Regions from separate parts of the Mus musculus genome. Here regions 2, 3, 4, 5 and 6 are each linked to region 1. Evidence: chromatin contacts called from public HiChIP or PLAC-seq and promoter capture Hi-C data. All regions are on one chromosome and are shown on one strand. The core of a region is the stretch at or near the end of the contact, and the rest is flanking DNA. Distances in the headings are between cores, read along the strand shown.

Region 1 (3,138 bases), core at 408-2,907:
CACACAGGGTGTGAAACAGGCACCTCGGGCACCCCGCCCCCACTGCTTTTTGTCTTTTTTTTTTTTCATCCTTTTTGGAGGATGTGTGAAACTGACTCTTTTCTTCTTCTTCTAAGTTGTACGAAACCACACTTTTTTTGTGGGGTATTTGAAACCGATTTTTCTGGGTAACCCCAGGAGAGGTGAAACACTGCTCCAGTGGGGGCGGGTGCCACAAACACTCTTGGGAGGGGAGGAATGGGACAACCTGGGTCATCTTGGATTGGGGGTAGGGAAGCAGAATTGGGGATGACCCCCCCCTTCTCCTCCCTCCCCCATTCCAGCAGCCACTGCGGGAGGAGGAAGGTTGGAAGTTCTGAGGCTCGCAGAGGCCACCATCGTGTCCCAAACCCTGAGCTGTGCCGCGCCCCACATTAACACAGAGCAGATGTTCCCATCTCGGGGTCCCTGTGTCTCCCCTCCTTCTCTGTACCCAGAGATCCCTTTCTTGTAGCAGACAAAAGGACTTGCTCTCTTTCCTCCAAACTCCAGTTTAAATCGGGGGGGGGGCATCCTTAAGTGGCAGGGGGGGTCTTCCAAGATCTCCAGGAGTTGGGGAACCCCAAGTTAACGAGGTGAAGATATTGGGTTCACTCTTCCTTCCAAATTCCAGTTTGGATGGAGATTTGGAGACTTCCCTGGGTGGGGGTGGGTTGGAAAGGGACACCTCCCACAAAATCCCCAAGAATTAGGAACTCTAAATTGTGGAGTGCGATATAATCCTCAGCCTTCCAAACTCCACTAGGATCAAGGGGACACCTCAAGTGAAGAGGTGAAGGTGGGTGATAAGGGGACACCTCCCCTAAGATAACCACGAGTTGTGGAACCACTAGCTAATGGAATGAGGAGGTGGCCCTCTCTCTTCCCTCCAAACTCCAGCTCCGATCAGGAGGACCCCCTCTCTAAGGGCAGATGGAAAGGGAACACCTCCCCTAAGATCCCCACGAGTTGGAGAATTCCTATCTGATGAAGTTGGGTGACCGTCCACAGAGAACCGTCACAAAAGAGGCCTGGGCAAAGTTTGCTCTCAAGTGCGCGCGTCCCCTCCACGTCGCCCCCCTCTCCAGGCGCGCAAAGTTGAAGACAGAGAACAATGCGCCGCCGGGCCCGGGGCCCTGTGCAAGGGGGACGCGTGCACACTCCCCCGGGGGCTCACCCCAGCCCTAGCCTCCCCGCGGACCCGAGAGAGACCCAGAGGCAACTTTTTTTTTCTCATGCACTAAGCAGAGGGGGGGGGTCCCCACCGTGCGCGCGTCCCCGTGAGCCCCACGCGCGCGTCCGGGGCCCCTCCGCGTGCGCTCACCTGCTGGGCGGGGGCATGCACCGGGTGCACCGGGGCTCCCTGCTGCCCACCGCCCTCGGGGACCCCGGGGACAAAAGGGTGGCGGGCGCGTCCCCGAGGGTCGCGCGTGGGCGGCGGGAGCGCGCAGGGCTCGGGGTCGCGCGTCCTTCCTCCTCCCCACTCGCGTTCGCGTCGCCTGGTCTCTCTCGAGCTTCTCTCAGAGCAGGCCCCGCGGGAAGGGACTGTAGCAGAGGCGGCGGCGCGCGGCGGTGGCCCGCGGTGGCCCGCTACGCCCGCAGCCGCCGGCGCTGCCTCATCTTCCTGCGGCGGGAGACATGTTCCGCCCCCCCACCCCGCCCCGCGCCGCCCGCGGAAGCCACGCCCCCAAGTGACCACGCCCACTGTCGCCAAAAGCCACCTCCCCTAAGTCGCTGCAGCCGCGCCCCGACCGGATACACAGATCCCTCCACTACCTCTTGAGGCGATAGTAACATACACCACCTCACAACAGTCACTGCCAGAACACCCACAAAGATTACCATGACACCAAGAATCAACCCGTATCTAATACTAAAGTACTTCCGGCAGAGATAGTCTCTATCAAACCGAGGGAAAGACTTAGGAACTATCTTCCTACGCGGCGGTATACACGCACTGAGCGAAGCGTCCTTGACGCAAGCGGGAAGGACCATTAGATTGAAAGATAAGGACCGCTACAAATAACCAATGGGAAGGTGGAGAGGTTAGATTGGCAGAACTCAAACCATTTATTGCGAAGTATCATCTGCGTTCCCGCCCTACAGCAGAGGCGGGATTCTCAGAGCAAGAGGCCGCGAGAAACTCAACGGGAAGGCGGTGGAAGGGCGGGGTTTGAGATTTTATTTTCGGGTTCTTATGCCCGCCGGCGCCGCCACGTCAAGTGGGTTCTATTTGAGTTTCTAGGATGGGCTCTGGGTGTTATGTGTTCGAGCGGGTATATCAAAGTCGGGATGGGATATCAGATCCTTAATGAGAGGCTAGGAAACGATGGATCATTCTCTCTCTTGCTGAAGGACCTCCACATTGGTCAACTTTTCCGTCTTTTGAAAATAGGTGTTTCGTGGTGCATATAATAAAAAATGCCAGGAGGTGGCGGCACTTTAATCCCAGCACTGGGGAGACAGAGGCAAGCAGATCTCTGTGAGTTCAAGGCCATCCTGGTCTACAGAGTGAGTTCCAGGATAGCCAAGGCTATCCAAGAATCACTGTCTCGAAAGAAAGAAAGAAAGAAAGAAAGAAAGAAAGAAAGAAAGAAAGAAAGAAAGAACAACGAAACAACGAGGGCGGGAGGGGTACTGAGAGGAGAGAGGGTAAACTGAGATTGGGATATAATATATGATAAAATAAATTTAAAAAAGAAAAACACATAATGAGGCCAGGTGTGGTGGCCCATGCCTTTAATCCCAGCTCTTGGGAGGCAGGAGGAGCTCTTTGTTTGAGTTTGAGGCTAGCCGGTTATATAAAGCAAGTTGCAAGCCAGCCAGCTAAGGCTGTCCAGTGAGACCCTGCCTCTCCCTGAGGGTTGTAGAGACAATATGTCCCTCGCGCCTAGCTTCTGCTCAGTCTTCACAGCTCACTGGGGCTCACAGCCCAATGAACACAGCAGAAAGGTGCATGGCACAGTGGGTGTCCAGGTCAGGCAGCAAAGAGGATCCCTAGTGTAGCTGCCTGCTCCCTCTCCCTCACCTTCAGTCAGAGATCAAGGACATGCCCCCAGCATCACACAGGAAGGGCCTGGTGTGAATCGCACCTCTAGGTTCTGACTTTTTGGAGTTGGC
Region 2 (3,138 bases), core at 173-2,672, 830 kb after region 1:
GGGGACATATGGTCTTGTGTACTCACTGGCATCCAGAACCACCCATGACAAGGGTAGACGAGCACAGCAGGCCTCAGGGGGCTATCCTGGAGCCCCATGTTCCTGAAGGCTGGGTGTCAGGATTCCTATGCAGTGTGGTACACTCACCATGTGGGGTACTCGGAGTCTGCCTTCAGGGCCACATCCTGGCCTTCCTTGTAGATGTTGACCCCCATGGCATGTGTGGTGAGCTGAGTGGGGTCTGTGCACACCTCGGGGTCCTTCAGGGCCTCAGCGGCCACGCCGCCCTTGCCGCCCTTGCCAACTGCACAGTGAGAGAACGGGACACTTCAGCCTGCCCAGCTCTGCCCTCCTTCAACCCTCCTTTGTGTGGCCTCCAACAACCAACAGCCCCAGCTCTCTCCATGCATAACAGGGTCCCTTGTTATGGCACAGACCTGTCCCACTCCCGTGGGCCCTGAAGGCCCAGCCCATACTACACAACCCCTCTTCCATTCAGTGATGTTGACATGGTGGCACATGCCTGGCATCCCAGCATTCTGGAGCTGAGGCTGGGGAGTCATAAGACCCTGTCTCAAAAAAAAAAACAAAAAACCAATTCTGAGAAGAGAGAGATGGCTCGGTAACTCTAGGCCAACTTGGCAACATTTTTTTTTTTTTTTTTTGAAGACAGGGTATGTCATGATGTAGCTCTCCTGGAACAACACAAAAAAGTAAACACTAAAAATATTTTTGAGATGGGGTCTTCCTGGCAGGCCTGGAACTCACAGAGATCACTCTGCTTCTCTGCTGGGATTAAAGGTATCACGTTCGCCTCAAAGCGTAATTTTTAAATAATTTTAAATAATGATTATCACGGGTGTGTACACTGTCACAGTGCTTGTGGGATTGGTCATCTCCTTCCCTGCTTATGTGGGTCCTGGGGATCAAACTCAAGGCTTTCCAGGCAAGCACCTTGCACAATGAACCAACCTGCCCACCCACATTACTTTTTAAATTAAAATAATGACAATAACTTAGTTGATGTTGGTTATGTTTGGTGATTTACTCAAAGTTGAAGCGTGACACCCAGCCTGGTCCCGCCCTGTCCCACAAGGGCCGCGCCTGCGCACTGAGCGTAGAGGCTAGCGGCGCACCCGCAGGCCTCACTACGCTAGCACGCACCGTTTGGCCTCCGTAACGCTGCGCCTGCGCAGTCAATCCTCAGAACCCCACCTCCCCAGCAGCGCTCCGGCCGTACCCACTTTGGTTCCTTCGGAGCCAACTCACCTGGCTTTTTAGCATATTCCCGGATAGAGAATCCTCCAGGTCTTCTGAGGACCGGGAGCGCCCGGGGATGCCAGCGGGCCCACACCCGGGAAGCCCGGAGGAGATGGGCGGCCGCCATGACGCTGGCCGGCCGCTCGCACGTGCAGACTTCCGTGTTACGTCAGCCCTCCAGATCGGCTTTGGAGGTGTTGGAGGCGCCGCGGCCTTCTGGGAAATGTAGTCTTTAAAAAAAAATTTGCCCGACTAACGACTAATTTTAACTTCTGTAGCTATCGACCGTTCAAAGAATATTTCATTAAATTCTTGCCCCCAGTTCAAATGGTGATGGCACACCTTTAATCCCAGTACTCTGGAGATACAGGTAGGAGGATCTCTGAATTCAAGGTTAACCTTGGCTACTGCTTGAGTTCCAGGACAACCAAGGCTACACAAAGAAACCCTGCCTCAGACGATGATGACGACAACAACAACAAGTATTTAGATCTTTATTTACTTTAAATGTCACAGCAAAATCATGCTTATATCCCTTGTGGAATTTTTGAAAGCTTAAAAGTTAGGACAGTCAGTTGTGATGTGGAGGTGGAGGCAAGAGAATCAGGAGTTTGGGTCGATCTGTCCTACACAGCAAGTTTGAGGTCAGCCTTGGCTATATGAGATCTTGGCTTAAACATATGGGTAGCTGAGAATGATGGGAGTGATGAACCCCAGCTTAATCCCCACACTTGGGAGGCAGAGGTAGGTAGATGCCTGTGAGTTCCTGGCCAGCCTACTCTACATAGTGATACGTATGTGTTCTATTCACTAATAGAAAAAAGTGGGGTTTGGTGATTGGGGCTTCGTAGCAGAAATGGAGGCTGGATGCACACAGGAAGCTGAGGCAGGAGGATCAGGAGTTTGAAGCCAGCCTAGGCTACATGAGACTCTCAAGAATAAATAGACTAGTACTAGAATCTTCTAGACTCATTGCTAACAAACCTAACCAGGTGAACTCTTTTTAGATCACACAGTTAAGTTTAGGAATTATCATTGTCCCTAATCTATATGTAGGACCGTGATGCAAATTCCAGTGTCAACTCAAGTCTAGATTGTACCGTTATAGATCCTTACTGGGATACAAAGTGGAAGTCCGTCCTCAATAACTTCCATTCCCACTTTTCCTTTGCACTCCAAATTTTCAAGTCATGGCTCTCTTTACCATCCCTGGTTTCTGCCCATGTCCTACCTCAGCCGTTACACTCTGAAGTGATGCAGAACCCGATTTTAGAAAAGAAAAGCCAGTTTGAGCCTCGCCTCCGTTCTTGTAGTCTCGGGATTCGAACCTGAGCTCTACTATCTATACTGCAACACTGGCGAGTCCCCGGAAGGAGAGAGAGCGGACTCGAGGACTACATTTCCCAGCAGGCCGTTTGAGAGTGTGTATGCGCAATAGTCCTGGATGGTGCAGTGACCGATGATCCGGTTCCAAAGCTGGGATCCCAGAGAGCTGCTGACTCTTCTGGAAGGACGGGCGGACCGTCCGGACAATCCTGCCCGGGCCGGAGACACAGGTACTGCGGGCCGTGCGGGACTGGACAGGCTCCCGTGGGTGACCCAAGGGCAGTGTCTGAGTTCTGAGACTGAAATCTGAGTTCTGGGGACGGAGCCTGAGTTTCAAGGGTCAGAGCCTGAGTTCTAGGGGCTAGAGGCTGAGTTCTCAGGACCAGTGCCTGAATTCTGGGGCAACAGCCTGAGTTCCACGACCTAAAGCCTGAGTTTTGGGGCTGGAGCCTGAGTTCTAGGGTCCGGAGCCTGGGTTTTTGAGACCAGAGCCTGAGTTCTAGAGACAGAAGCCTGAGTTCCCGGGGGCAGTGCTTGAGTTCCCAGGGGCAA
Region 3 (3,138 bases), core at 446-2,945, 750 kb after region 1:
GGTGGCCAGATCATCCCCACAGCACGCCGCTGCCTGTATGCCAGTGTGCTGACCGCACAGCCCCGCCTCATGGAGCCTATCTATCTGGTGGAGATCCAGGTAACTTGTGTATCTTAGGTGGTGTCTGTCTATCCTCCTGCCTCTGCCCACTGCTCACCATGTTCTCTCTTTTTCCTCGAAGTGTCCTGAGCAAGTGGTGGGTGGCATCTACGGTGTCCTGAACAGGAAGCGTGGCCATGTGTTTGAGGAGTCCCAGGTGGCTGGTACCCCCATGTTTGTGGTCAAGGCATACCTGCCTGTCAATGAGTCCTTTGGTGAGTGTCTGGTCCCTGGGGTTTGCAGATAACCTGCAAGGCCTGTGTAATATAGCTGCGGGGTGCAGAACAGAAGCAGATTTCTGTCATCACGGCCAGCTTGCTTAAGGGTGCCAGGAAAGACAGAGCTACAAACTACACAGAGAAACCAAAACAAAGGACCCAGGAATCCCTCCTGGGAGGGGTGGCAAGACAGCTAAGCATGTCCCCCCCCCACCCCACCCCCCCAGGGAAGTCACCTGAGTCTCCTGTCTTCTGTCTAGGCTTCACCGCTGATCTGCGATCCAACACCGGCGGCCAGGCCTTCCCCCAGTGCGTGTTTGACCACTGGCAGATCCTGCCTGGGGATCCTTTTGACAACAGCAGCCGCCCCAGCCAAGTGGTAGCTGAGACGCGCAAGCGCAAGGGCCTGAAAGAGGGCATCCCAGCGCTGGACAACTTCCTGGACAAACTGTAGGCAGCCTGATACTGCCACATGCTGCACAGTGCCCACCCATCAGAAGACACCTTGAGACTGTCCCACAGTGCTCCTCTAGAGGCTGCTGGGGCCACCCTGACATCACTCAGCACTCACTTGCTACCAATTCTATTTATTTCGGAATTACAAGATAGCGGGAATCTCTCTGCAGGCTGGACTGGCAGGCTGTGGGGTGGGCGGGACACGGCTCTTAACATTTTCAGAGGGAAACGCGCAGATGTCCAAAAGTCTAAATAAATGCATTCAGAGGTTTTTGGGGTCCATGGCCAAGTGGAGTTCCCCCAGAGGGGGAGGTGGGGTAAGTGCCTCCAGGAAGGCAGGCAGCCTGCCTTAGACTTGCAGCCCGGCTGTGGGAATGAATCATTGGAGTAATAAACTACAGTGGTTGATCCACATGTGCTCGCAACTCTGTTTTGTACAGCGCACGCTTTCCTGGTTTTCAGGGTATCTGGCTACCCTTAGGTGGCCTGCGGTGATTCACACATAACACACACACTGCACCCCGTGCGACAGAATGGGTTTTATTGTGAGTTCACAGTACTGCCTCAGTCCATTCCACAAACTTGAATCACTCCATAGACCTGCACATCAGGGGTTTGGTCTGCGCATACCCGGCTCCAGGTTATTGGCTTTCAGCCTCTCGCGTTAGCCAATCATCAGCCAGGAGCCCAATAATGATGTGCTCCACAAGGGCGGTGTCGAGCCTTCCTGTGAATCTGTCAGGCTGGCCAATGAGCACTGGACTCTCGCCTAGCCTTGGGTGATGACGTCACTAGTCAACGTCCGCTTCCGCTGAGAGGTCAGATGCTAACCAATGAGCGTGTGCATTCAATTTCCGGTTAAAGTCGTAGTCCAATGAGCGCTGGTTTTCGGGTTTTGCGGAGGTGTGCCCCTGCGCTGTCAGCGCATGCGTAGATGCCGTCTCAGGATTTGTACCGGAGGTTCTCGCGGGGGCCTCGCTGGCACCGGGCGGGGACTCGATGGCTGAGGACGGTACGAATGGGCCGGGTCCGGGACGTTGTGTTGGGACCCAAGGGACACGCGACGAGGGCGGGAGCGAGGGGAGGGAACCCGCGAGGGGCATGGCTTTCTCCAATCTCGAGGGGTGGACCTCTAGGAATAGCAACACTGCTGCGCATGTGTCAGGTTTCCGGCGACACCCCTGAGTTCCGGGGTGCTGGTGGGCATGATTGACAGGTGAGGAAGCTAGGTAGGAATTTCAAGAGCCGGACGCTATGGAAGTGTTTCGAGTAGAGAACCCCACGCTGACTTGGAACTCTGTTTAATCCTCCAGCCTCAGCCTCTTGAGTGCTAGGGTAAAGGGCACCTGACACTGTATTGTGTTTTATAGTTTTGTACATATATATATATATATATATATATATATATATATATATACTGCTTGAGAGATGTTGTTCCGCTTCTTTTAGTTATATCTATGCTTGTTTCTGAGAGGGGTGTCACAGTGCCCGCAGGTACCTGAGGTTCCTGAAGAGAGCGTTAGAGGTCATCAGGCCTGGGAGTTAGAGATACTAGTGAGCACTGGAAACTGAACTTGGAGACTGTGCAAGTACAGCACCCACTCTTACCGTCTCAGCCATCTCTCCAGTCACTTGAGCTGGTCTCATGGAACTCAGGCTGGCTTGTAACTCACCAAGTATTTGAGTATGCTCTTGAACTCGTAGCCGTGCAGCCCTCCGCTCCCCAGTGTGGGGTGTCAGGTTTGCTCTACCATGACCAAATTGTGGGTAGAGGCTGTAGATGACCAAAGAAAATCTGGGGCAGGGGCATTGTGTGTCACATATGCTGGGGAAGCCTCTTGGGAGAAGTCGGATCCGTGATAAACATTTCCTGTTTCCTCTGTCCCTCCAGCTCCTGTGTCCCCAGAATCCTTCAGAAGGCCAGCCGCCATGTCCACATTCAGGCAAGAGGATGTTGAGGACCATTATGAGATGGGAGAGGAGCTTGGCAGGTGAGTGGCGTGGGAGGTGGGTGCCCTTCCTCTCCTCAGTGTCTTGAAGCAGTGGCCACAGAGTTTTCTGGTGGTACCACGCCAGACTTCAGGTTCCCAGATGACAGGGAACCTGAGTTCCTTTTCTCTCGTGTCCTCTGTGGAGAGAGACACAGAGACCTGTAGCTGCTGCCCCTGAGCCGGGGACAGTGCCTCGGAGCATTGTCTGCTATGGGATTGTTCTCAGCTCGGTTTCTTCTTTTCCCCCATGAGACAGAGTCTTACTATGTACTCCTGGCTGGTCTGGAACTTGCTCATCACAGAGATCCTCCTGCCTCTGCTTCCCAAGTGCTGGAGCTAAAGGATTGCACCACCACCCTGGCCTTGGCTGATTT
Region 4 (3,138 bases), core at 207-2,706, 700 kb after region 1:
AAAAACAAAACTAACATACCGGGCTCCCTTCGACCTGGGGCAGTTTGTAAATATTATCAACAACAGAAATAACAATGAATGAAAAATAACTAAATTAAGGACCGGGCATTTGGAGGCTGACATCTCATATTGTGACAGACACACTTAAAGCTAAAGCAAGGATGGCCAGTCTCCATACGAAGGGGAACTGAAGGGGAAACTGAGGCCAGGCGCTGGTTCTAACTCCCCGCTCCGCCCCCTCCCCAGAGCCAGATCCACAGTCAGGTCGTCTGGTGGCTGTGGCGTGCTGGAACCCGAACCCAGCAGGCCTGGTGAACCGGGATGTCGCCTGTCCCCTCCTCTGCCTTCCCCTCCCTCTCCAGACCTCTCCCACGACCAGAGAGGAAGTGGGAGAGAAAAGGACAAGGGGGTGAAAAAAAAAGAAAGAAAGAAAGAAAGAAAACAGAAAACGCAGGGTTGGATTCGCACTTTCCTACTTCCCACCTCTGTCCTGCGGAGCTGTGCGGCGCCCCTGCGAGGGTCCGGGTCCACGCCCCACACCAGCCGGGCCAGCCAGCCGGCTGCGGGGAAAATTACAAGGCCTGGAAAACAACCGTCCTTCCCCGCCCCTCGCCAACCCCTTCCCCGCGCTACGCCCCTGGCACAGCCGGGTGGAGGCGACTGTTTTATGTAATCGCGGGGCGGCAGGTTTGCTGGCTGGCTGCACCGGTGAGGGCGGGACCCCCGAGCTCAGCTGACATTTCGCGGCCCTGCAAGTCTTCCCCTGGGGGGTCCCTGGTATGGCTTTGGTAATTTAAGGCGCAGATGGGGGCGGGGGTGGACGGAGACCCGACACTCTAAAGCAACCTAGCTGTACTTGCAAACTCTGGGTTCCTCGCAGTTTGAGTAAACTGAGGTTTATGTGGGGGTTAGGGGACCTGGAGCTCAAATGCAGACTCTGATCTTTTTTCTTCCTTTCCTGGGTTCTTTGCACTACTTGGGTAAACTGAGGCCAAGGATGACAGGAGCGCCGATGCAACCTCGCCGACCTTGCAACAGACCTTTTCTTCTCCTTTCGATTCCTTGCATTATTTGGGGAAACTGAGGCTCAGAGAAGGGAGATGCGGTACCATGGCAGCGCCCTGGTGGCCTTGGAGAGAGGTGTGAGGCAAGGGACCGTCACTTCCTCGCCTTCATCTCAGCTCCTTGGGCCAGAGGGCCCCTTACGCCCCGGCACCCAGTCCTCCGGGTGCGCACCGCACTCCCGCCCCCATTGCCAACCCGGTCCCGCCCCGCCCCGGGCTTCGGGGGCACAGCCCGCGCCCCCTGAACCCCGCCCTGCGCGCACAGGCCGGGGCTGTTTATCTGCGGCCCCCACCCCCTGAACCCGAGGGGCCCCTCTTGCCCGCCCCCAGCACCCTGGGGTGCTCCGGGCCGTAGATAAGCCAGCAGGCTGGCACGGCGCCGCGCACGGGGCGGAGAGGTCACGGGCTTGCCAGGGGAGGGGCCGATGGGTCGGGGCTGCGCCCCCCGCCCGCCCGGCACCCCCAAATCCCTAATCGCAGCCCGATCTGCTCTCGCGGCGCAGCCCCGCGGGACGTGGCAAGAGCCGACCTGCAGAGCCTGTTCTGGCCGCGGTGGCCGGGGGGGCGGGCTGGGCGTGGGGGTGCCGGCGCTGCGGCACCTTTAAGACGAGGGAGGACCCCTCTTGCCCTCGGACAAACCAGGAAGGGAGTCGCGAGCATCATACGGGGCTTTGCGTACTGTACGGCTACTGTAGGGGCAGTGACGCCGCCGCCCGCCCGAGCGAGGTCCGCGCCGCGGGCTGCCCCGATCGCGCGTCCTCCGGGCTCGGGTCCCCGCGAGGTAAGCTGCCCGGGCTGAAGGGGACTCCTCTCCCGGAGAGGTGGGTTTTGTTTTTCTTTTTTTTTTCCTTTCTTTCCTTTTTAATTTCCTTGCAGGGTGGGGACGCGGCCGGGGGCGCAGTGCGCACCCCGAGAGCCCGTACGGAGCGGAACGGACTGGATGGGGGATCTGGGGCGCCTCCGTAGCTCAGGGGTTCTGGAGACCAAGATTGCCCGGCCAGAGCCGAAGAGGAGTCGGGAGGCGGGGGGGCTCCGCCCGGGTCCCTCCGGGGCGAAGGGCACAAGCCCGCTCCCGATCCCTCCTCCCTACTCGGGCGGCACGGCCTCAGGGTTCCCGGCGCGCGGCCCGCGGGGGAGGGGAGCCGGGCCTCACCGAAGGCGAAGGTGGGGGCTGAGGGGTGCGTCGCGTGCTAAGTTTGCAATAGGGCCCGGGGCGCGCCGCTCCCCTTTCCGAGTGGTAGTGGGCAAGCGGGGGGCGGGGAAGGCCTATCCGGGATTGCGCGCAGACGTTGGAGTTGGCCAGGATGGAGCGCCTTGGCGGAGGGGGGGAGGGGGCTGACAAAACAGGGAGGGGGGCTTTGCAAAAAAAAAAAAAAAAAAAAAAAAAAAAAAAAAAAAAGGCCCGAGAGAGGCGGAGGGAAGGGGTGAGGGGTGGAGTGTCTGGGAGGCGGGCGCGTCGTCGCGGTTCTCCTGGGCTCTGTAGTTCTTTCGCTTATCTTCAGTGCTTGTTGTTTTGGAAGGTGGCCTTGGAGAATAAACTACAAATCCCAGAGTGCCTCGCGATAGCGGCGGGTCAGGGAGGGGCGTTGCGGAGGAGGGGCGGTGAGTGGCAGACCTGAGGGCCAATGGATACTAGAAATCGTCCGGCGCGGCGCTGCATGGGGGTGGAGCCTGCGTTTGGGCGGGGCCTGCGTGCAGGGGCGGGGTTTATGCAGAAGAGGCGGAGCTTCCGCGGCTCCCTCGCCCGGGGCCGGTGGCGGTCCCGGCTTCCGGCTGCCGCCCCTCCCCTCCTGTTGTGTAACCGTTCTTAGCCCCCCCCCTCCCGTTCGATATTTTAATTTTTCCCCCTTCCCTTTAGTTCCGGACGCTCAGGGAGGAGGAGAAAGGTTCCTCCGCAAGACTGGAGGTTCCCTCCCCAGGGGAGGGTGTGGTGTCGGGGGGCCTCGGGGCTTCAGGCGAGGCCGGGGATGCGCGGCCTGGCGCGGGCCGGGCCGGGCGCGGGGGAGGTGACGGGCGGACCCAGATCCGGGGTAATTTGCATCGCCCTCCCCCCAGCCCGGGTGGGGATTGGCCG
Region 5 (3,138 bases), core at 406-2,905, 640 kb after region 1:
CAGAAGAGGACATGGGGTCCCCTGGAGGTGTGAGCGGCCCTGTGGTGTGGGGATCTGAAGTCCAGTCTTCTGGACTTGTGCTATTACTGTCGATGTTTCTGCTCAGATGGAAGGGCACACGGAGACACGGAGCTCAGGAACCACGCAGGGAGCCCTCTCAGCAGAGGTGTTGCAGTTCCCAGGGGAGGATATCCCCGGCTGAGCTGAGGAGCTCAGGAGCCTTGTTTCCCCGCACCCCGCTCTCCCACCCCCCACCCTCTCTTCACCTCGCTTCTTCTTGGCTCTTCCGATGAGAAAGTCACACCAAGCAGAAAATCTCATGTAAGAGATTTATTGGTGGGTTCAGGGTGTGGAGAGATGAATCTTCCCTCTTCTCCTGGGAGTAAAACATTAGGGAATTAGACAAAGGGCGGGGCTTACATAGAATTTCTTAGGAGGCAGGGCTTTTCAGGGCAGAGATTTCCAGATTAACGATTGGTGGAATTTCAAGTCCTGAGCTTGAGGAGCTCAGGGATTGGTGGGTTTTCCTGTTCGGGGATTGGTGACTTTTTTCCCCCTCACCCTCTTTACCCTGCATCAGGCCCATGGGTTAGTGTGAAAGTCCTTCCAGGCCACAGCCAACTTTTGCTGAGGCGCCATCTCTGTGAGGCTGCTCAAGGAGGCTGGAGATGAGGTCCTATCACTGTGGGACAGTTCCTGTAGGACAGCTCCTGCAGGGGTGTTCTTGAGGGGCAACCTCTGTTGTGTTGGGAAAGGTGATACACTACTGTAGACAGTTCTTGTGACAGCTCCAGGCTGAGGAGATGTCATGGTGCCAACATTTTAACAGGAGCCGCCAACAGCTCCTAGGAGGCATCTTAACGTGCCACAGGCTGGTGCAGGAAGGAGGGGCCAGCCCTGGCTTTTGCAGTACACCGATTATCAACTACACTTGACCACAGAGCCATCTCTCATGTTTTTTCAGACAAGGTATATAGTCCAGGCTACTCCTGCAGGTTGCAGGTTGGGTCAGTTTTGTTTTACTTGGACTGAAATTGCAGGTATAAGTCAGCACACTCAGCTTACAAAAACAAAACAAACAAGCAAAAACCCGTGGCGGTTCTCACTTGCATTCCCAGAACCCAGGAAGCTGGGGCAGGAGGATTGCTACGAATTTGAGGCCTGTCAGCAAATTCAGACCAGCCTGGGCTACATGAAACTTTGTGTCAAAAAAAGGAAGGAAAGAAGGAAGAGAAGGTTGGAGGGAGGGAGAGAGAGAGAGAGAGAGAGAGAGGGAGGGAAGCCAGGCATGCTGGAGCACTCTGGTCATCTCAGAACTCAGAAGGTGGAGTCATGAGGAACTGGCTGAAGAACAAAAAGAAATGAATTGAACGAACAGACCAAGCACAAACGCACACAGCCTGTATAGAGTGAAATCCTCACAGAAAAGGCAAGGCAGAGAGGGTGTTAGGTTTCCATGGAAACAGCATCCTGGCGTTCCGAGGGTGCGTAAGGCTCCGCCTCACTCACCTATGACAGCCAATTGCGGGCTCCACTGTGTTCAGCGCATGCGCAAAATCGCACCACTGACAGGGCAAGCTCGGGATAATGTGGGCGGAACCGCGATGCACCGGCGCCAGACTGGTTGTTCCTGCGCATGCACACTCGCGTTGACCAGCTGCCTTCGCGCGCACGCGCCTTCCTAGCGTGCTCGGAGCTCGCGGGCGGCGGGCGCCTCAGTCTGAGAGCCACAGCAGAGGAACTGGCTCAGGTGAGGCGAGCTCCGAGGAGATCCGGACCGCACAGGCGTGAGGACCAGAGGAGGGCCGTCGCCGCCTCGCGCGCAGCCGACCGCCATGAAGCCCCCCGCAGGTACCGGTCGCCCCTCGCCCAGGCCCTCCCTTTCTCTCCTCCTTCGGGCAGATGGAACCTTTGGGATTCCCGACCCTGACCCCTTCGTCTGCAAAATGAATGAACTAACTTTCCCATGACTTCAACCTCTTGATAAACTGAATTTTAAAAGAATACTTTTCTCATGCTCCCTGCTATTCTAACTAGGGTAAGATGGACTGCCAACGGGGCGATGAGCAAAACCCACACATGGTGTAAAAGGCTCTAGTTCCTGGAAGGCTGCTGGAGACGGTGGCCTGGGAACCTCGGTGCCAGGACAGTGTGCTATCTAGCATCTAGAGAGGACCTAGTAATACTTCCAACTAGGTTCTTTTGTATTTTTAGGATTTGTTATTTTTAACTATTGTTTGTACGTCTGTGTGTGAGTACCTGCACATGTGTGTAGTATTCATGATGGCTAGAAAAATGTGGCCCATCCTCTGCTCCTGGAGTCAGTTACAGGTGGTTGAGAGCTAGCTGCCTTTCAGGGGTGCTGGGAACCAAACGCAGCAAGCACGCTTGATCACAGAGCTCCCTCTCCAGCCTCTTGAGTCAGCAACACAGGGGCTTAGGCTATGGTCACCCCACTTTGGCAGGGCTGGTTGGGAGACCCATCTTTCTCTTGCCAGGTCTGCTGTGTATGTGTGTGGGGCATCCCATATGGTGGAGCTACCAGGCAGGGATTCCCGTCAGTTGTAGACATGACTGTGACCCAAAAAGATGAAGACTTGTTTGGATTTTTTTTTAAACATTATTTAGTGTGCTTGTGGAGGTCAGAGGACAGCTTGCGGGAATCAGTTCTCTCCTTCCACCTAGTCAGTTGTGGGGATTGAACCTAGATCGTCTGCGTTGGCAGCAATCACCTCCAGCTGCTTAGTCATCTTGGGTCCCCTGGACTTGCTTAATCCAGAGAAGGAAACAGAGCCAGTGCCAGCCTCTCTTCCCAAGTGTGGGAGACCGAGACTAGGAGGATCCCACCTCCAGAAATTGCAAGGGTAGCCTGGACAATCTGGCAAGATCCTATCTTAACCCATGAACAGAGGACTAGGGAAACAGCCCAAAGGGCCCTGTGTGTGACCTTCCTGTATCTGAGAGCGGCCTTGGGGGGGGGGGGTGGCGTCTGGAGCTCACACCCATACATTTTCTCATGCCTGCAGATAATCCCCCCAGTCATGATCAGGATCATGGGAACAGGAATAATTGGAATTACTTGCACCTCAGGAACTTGAGGTGCCCTGAAATGGAGGCAGTAATCCAGATGTTTGCAGA
Region 6 (3,138 bases), core at 478-2,977, 520 kb before region 1:
TTACAGAAAGTGAAGTTGAGGACCCAGAGGAGGTGTCCGACACCTCAGAGTGTGACCAGCACCTGGGGGGGGGGGCAACACAAAGCAGACGTGGGGCTGGGGAACTCCTCCAGCTGGTTGAGTAATAGGCCCACCAAGACACACCTTAGCTACAAACACACCCTTCTTTGGCAAACACTCCCGGAAAGGCAGAGAACCCACTTCCCCATCAGGAAGCAGGACAGAGGTGACTCAGGCCCTGGACACCCAGCAGGTAGGTGGACACCTGGGTGAGGCCCTGTGGGAAGTAAGTCACCAAAACGTAAACTTAGTTACACTAGAGACACAACAAGGACACTCTAGGCATGGTCCCAGGAGGCTGAGGCAGGAGGATCAGCTCATGGTCACCCTCAGATATACAGAGACAGAGGCCAGCCTAGGCTACCTGAGACTCTGAGTCAAATAAATAAAACAAAACACAGGTTAGGGAGAAAGGCTCAGTAGTTACAGCAATGGCCGCTCTTGCAGAAGGACTGGGGTTTCGTTCCCAGCACGAACATGGTGGATCAGGACCATCTGTAACTCCAGGATCCATCTGATCTCAGCAGGTACCAGGCACACACGTGGTGCACATACATACATACAAACATACATACACACACCTACATATGTACAGACAAAATGCCCATAAACATAAAATAAAATATTAAAAAAAAATAATAAAGTACAACCAACAAAGGTAGAACCAAATAGAACCCTAGAATACTGGACACCATGGAAGGAAGGGCTTTGCCACCCCACCCCGAGTCTGACAAAGAGTCAACTGTCCACATCCAGATGGGGGAAACCAAGGCACAAAGAAACTCAGCATGCTGGCCAGGGGCCAAGGCAGCGCTTGGCCCGCAAAGGTAACTGTCAGGGCCACAGGTCACAAGACCTGAATTCCTGAGTAGCCACAAACAACCAGCAGCACATCACAGCTTTGGGCTACACCACATCCCACCACTCTGGGAACTGACCCCCCAGAGACACAGAGTCACCATTGCCAGCGGGGATCACAGAGAGTGGGAGTACCCCTGGCTGCTGCTCTCCCGTCCAGCGGGGTAGAAGGGGAATGAACAGGGTAACTGCCTGCGGCCAGGTCAGAGAGCCCTCTCAACAGAAGTCCAGAGCAGGAGGCTCCTGCATCTGCGGGTGAGCAGCCAGAGAAAGGGGTGTAGGCGGAGGAGCGACAGAGCATCCATGGGGAAGGTTGGGGAGGAGAACATGGAGGAGGGAGCAGAGGAGAGAAAAAGGAGGAGAGGAAAGTGGGGGAGAAAGAGACCCCAGCTGGGAGGAAGAGGAGGTGGAGGAGACCCCAACCTGGGGAGGAGGAGGAGACCCCAGCCTAGGGAGGAGGAGATCCTAGCTGCCCTAGCTGGAGGAGGAGGAGGAGGAGGAGGAGGAGGAGGAAGAGGAGGAAGAGGAGGAAGAAAAGACCCTAGCCCTGACGAGGAGGAGGAGGAGACCCCAACAGACTGGGGAGGAGGAATAGGAGGAGGAGGAGAGACCCCAACAGCCTGGGGAGGAGGAATAGGAGACCCCAGCCCGGGGAGGAGGAAGGGGCCCCGGAAAGAGGTCCAGCCCCGCGGCCCTGCTCACAGCCTGGTCTCCCCGCTCGGGGTAGCCTCCGGGCCGCCTTCTGAGTTGTCCAGAGCCACCATGGCCTGCAGCCGCTGTTGCAGCCCGGCCGGAGGCCGCGAAGGAAGTGACGCGCGGGGCGGAGTCTGCAGCGGCCCGGGGCGGGGACAGTCTAGGAACAGCCGCGGTTGCTGGGCTAGAAGCTCTGCCTCGGTTTCCCTCTCCGTAGACATGGGGCGGTGTCACCCACCAGGACGTGCTGGCTGAGGACAAAGTCTGAGCCACCCGGGAGGAGACGGTGGGGCACACCAGCCCCGGGGCGACTGCGGAGATGCGAAAGGCTCCTTGGGGCGCAGATGCGGGAGGGGTATGCGAGCCCCGCGAACAGTCCCAGGGTGACAGAACAGTGCAGGGGACTGAGGCCGAAAAGGAGGACCCGCCCGCAGACCCAACACCTCCAGACCACTGTCTGTGAGAGCTAGTCTGGTGAAAACAAGCGAAGGGGAAACTGGCCGTGGTGCACAGCTGAGCTAGAGGCTGAGGCAGCAAGATCAGTGGAGTTCCAGCCCAGCCTCAGCCACAAAACCTAATTGGGGTGGAGTGGCAGGTGTGGTGCACTCCTGGCCTAGCATAGGTTAGACGGAAGCAGTAGGATCAGGCTTTCAAGTCATCATTAACCAACAGCAAGTTCAAGGCCAGCCTGGGCTCCAGGAAAGCCACGTGCTTTTAGAAAAACTATTACACTTGGTTGATTAATCAACTAATTAATTAAAACAAAAGACCCAAAAGAAAGCATCCACTCTGAGGGTTTGTATAGACAGGTGAAGCGATGGCCGAGCTCATGAGTCTGGTGCAGAGGGGACTCAGGGGAAGGGGACCTGGGGACTTGGACTCCTGACATCACACCAGAGTTGTTCTGTGGCTGAAAGAGAGGGAAGGGGTTCATTGCAGAGCCCTCAGTCTGCATCTTGCTCCCCACAGCCCCAGGACACAGTCGCTGACACCCTCAGAGTCCCCAGGCTGTAAACTTCCTGGTCCCTCAGCCAGGACTGCTTCTTAGTTACTCAGCCCTCTCCCCAGCTTCCAGCCCGCCCTCTAGGATGAGCCTGTGGATGACATAAATACACTCCCTCTGAGTCTCACCTAGAAAATGGCAGCCTCTTTTTCTCTGCTGCATAGTATTCTGGTGGCTTGACAAGGCTAACCTCTTTGGGAGCAAGGGAGCCTCTGAGATACATTTAGCAGGGATGCGAGGGTGTGGCTGAGGTCAGTTCCTTGTAGTTCCTGCTGATAGTTTCCAAAGAGCCTACTCTCCGGACAGGAACTCACTGCTGGATAGAACCTTGTAACTATCAGTCAGAGTCAGCCAAATGTATCTGAAGGTGCTGTCCTGTCCTGACGTGCATCATGGCTCCCAGTGTCCTGGAGAGGCAAACTCTGCCAGGGCTTCTTCAGAAGGCGGGCCTGGGCCAATCTGCCTGCAGCCCATGGTTGAAGCTAACCCCCATAGAAGGCCAAGACCCTCCCTTGCTTGGTGCC

Evidence for each region. HiChIP or PLAC-seq counts read pairs in DNA pulled down with a chosen protein or histone mark. Capture Hi-C pulls out chosen DNA fragments and counts their contacts.
Region 2: a promoter capture Hi-C map of liver shows a contact between it and region 1, with 4 times the contacts expected there. The contact joins the promoter of Mrpl54 here to the promoter of Tcf3 in region 1. A contact is called at or near these places in 1 of 484 Hi-C or Micro-C datasets (B cells) and 2 of 9 other capture datasets (adipose tissue and liver).
Region 3: a contact with region 1 is called in a promoter capture Hi-C map of liver, with 2.8 times the contacts expected there. The contact joins the promoter of Dapk3 here to the promoter of Tcf3 in region 1. A contact is called at or near these places in 2 of 39 promoter capture datasets (erythroid cells and neural stem cells), 1 of 484 Hi-C or Micro-C datasets (B cells), 2 of 115 datasets of contacts at active chromatin or transcription factors (pancreatic cancer cells and pro-B cells) and 1 of 9 other capture datasets (liver).
Region 4: a contact with region 1 is called in a promoter capture Hi-C map of liver, with 2.9 times the contacts expected there. The contact joins the promoter of Zbtb7a here to the promoter of Tcf3 in region 1. A contact is called at or near these places in 2 of 484 Hi-C or Micro-C datasets (CD8 T cells and embryonic stem cells), 2 of 115 datasets of contacts at active chromatin or transcription factors (astrocytes and stem cell-derived neural progenitor cells) and 1 of 9 other capture datasets (liver).
Region 5: a contact with region 1 is called in a promoter capture Hi-C map of liver, with 2.8 times the contacts expected there. The contact joins the promoter of Thop1 here to the promoter of Tcf3 in region 1. A contact is called at or near these places in 1 of 115 datasets of contacts at active chromatin or transcription factors (large pre-B cells) and 2 of 9 other capture datasets (adipose tissue and liver).
Region 6: a contact with region 1 is called in an HNF4G HiChIP or PLAC-seq map of pancreatic cancer cells. The contact joins the promoter of R3hdm4 here to the promoter of Tcf3 in region 1.

Annotation. Positions count from the first base shown.
Region 1 is chr10:80,431,978-80,435,115 of GRCm38.p6, forward strand. Tcf3 (transcription factor 3) reads right to left here and starts at 1,658. Exons shown (of 19, transcript NM_001164149.2): 1 at 1,343-1,658.
Region 2 is chr10:81,265,504-81,268,641 of GRCm38.p6, forward strand. Mrpl54 (mitochondrial ribosomal protein L54) reads right to left here and starts at 1,423. Exons shown (of 3, transcript NM_025317.2): 1 at 1,270-1,423; 2 at 148-304. The coding sequence starts at 1,387. Apba3 (amyloid beta (A4) precursor protein-binding, family A, member 3) reads left to right here and starts at 2,669. Exons shown (of 11, transcript NM_018758.2): 1 at 2,669-2,816.
Region 3 is chr10:81,181,312-81,184,449 of GRCm38.p6, forward strand. Dapk3 (death-associated protein kinase 3) reads left to right here and starts at 1,696. Exons shown (of 9, transcript NM_001190474.1): 1 at 1,696-1,785; 2 at 2,665-2,764. The coding sequence starts at 1,773. It overlaps Eef2 (eukaryotic translation elongation factor 2), which reads left to right. Exons shown (of 14, transcript NM_007907.2): 12 at 1-99; 13 at 182-314; 14 at 578-1,198. The coding sequence ends at 771.
Region 4 is chr10:81,134,815-81,137,952 of GRCm38.p6, forward strand. Zbtb7a (zinc finger and BTB domain containing 7a) reads left to right here and starts at 1,457. Exons shown (of 3, transcript NM_010731.3): 1 at 1,457-1,885.
Region 5 is chr10:81,068,428-81,071,565 of GRCm38.p6, forward strand. It overlaps Thop1 (thimet oligopeptidase 1), which reads left to right and starts at 1,656. Exons shown (of 13, transcript NM_022653.4): 1 at 1,656-1,851. The coding sequence starts at 1,836.
Region 6 is chr10:79,915,203-79,918,340 of GRCm38.p6, forward strand. R3hdm4 (R3H domain containing 4) reads right to left here and starts at 1,728. Exons shown (of 8, transcript NM_177994.5): 1 at 1,621-1,728. The coding sequence starts at 1,682. It overlaps Kiss1r (KISS1 receptor), which reads left to right and starts at 1,769. Exons shown (of 5, transcript NM_053244.5): 1 at 1,769-3,138.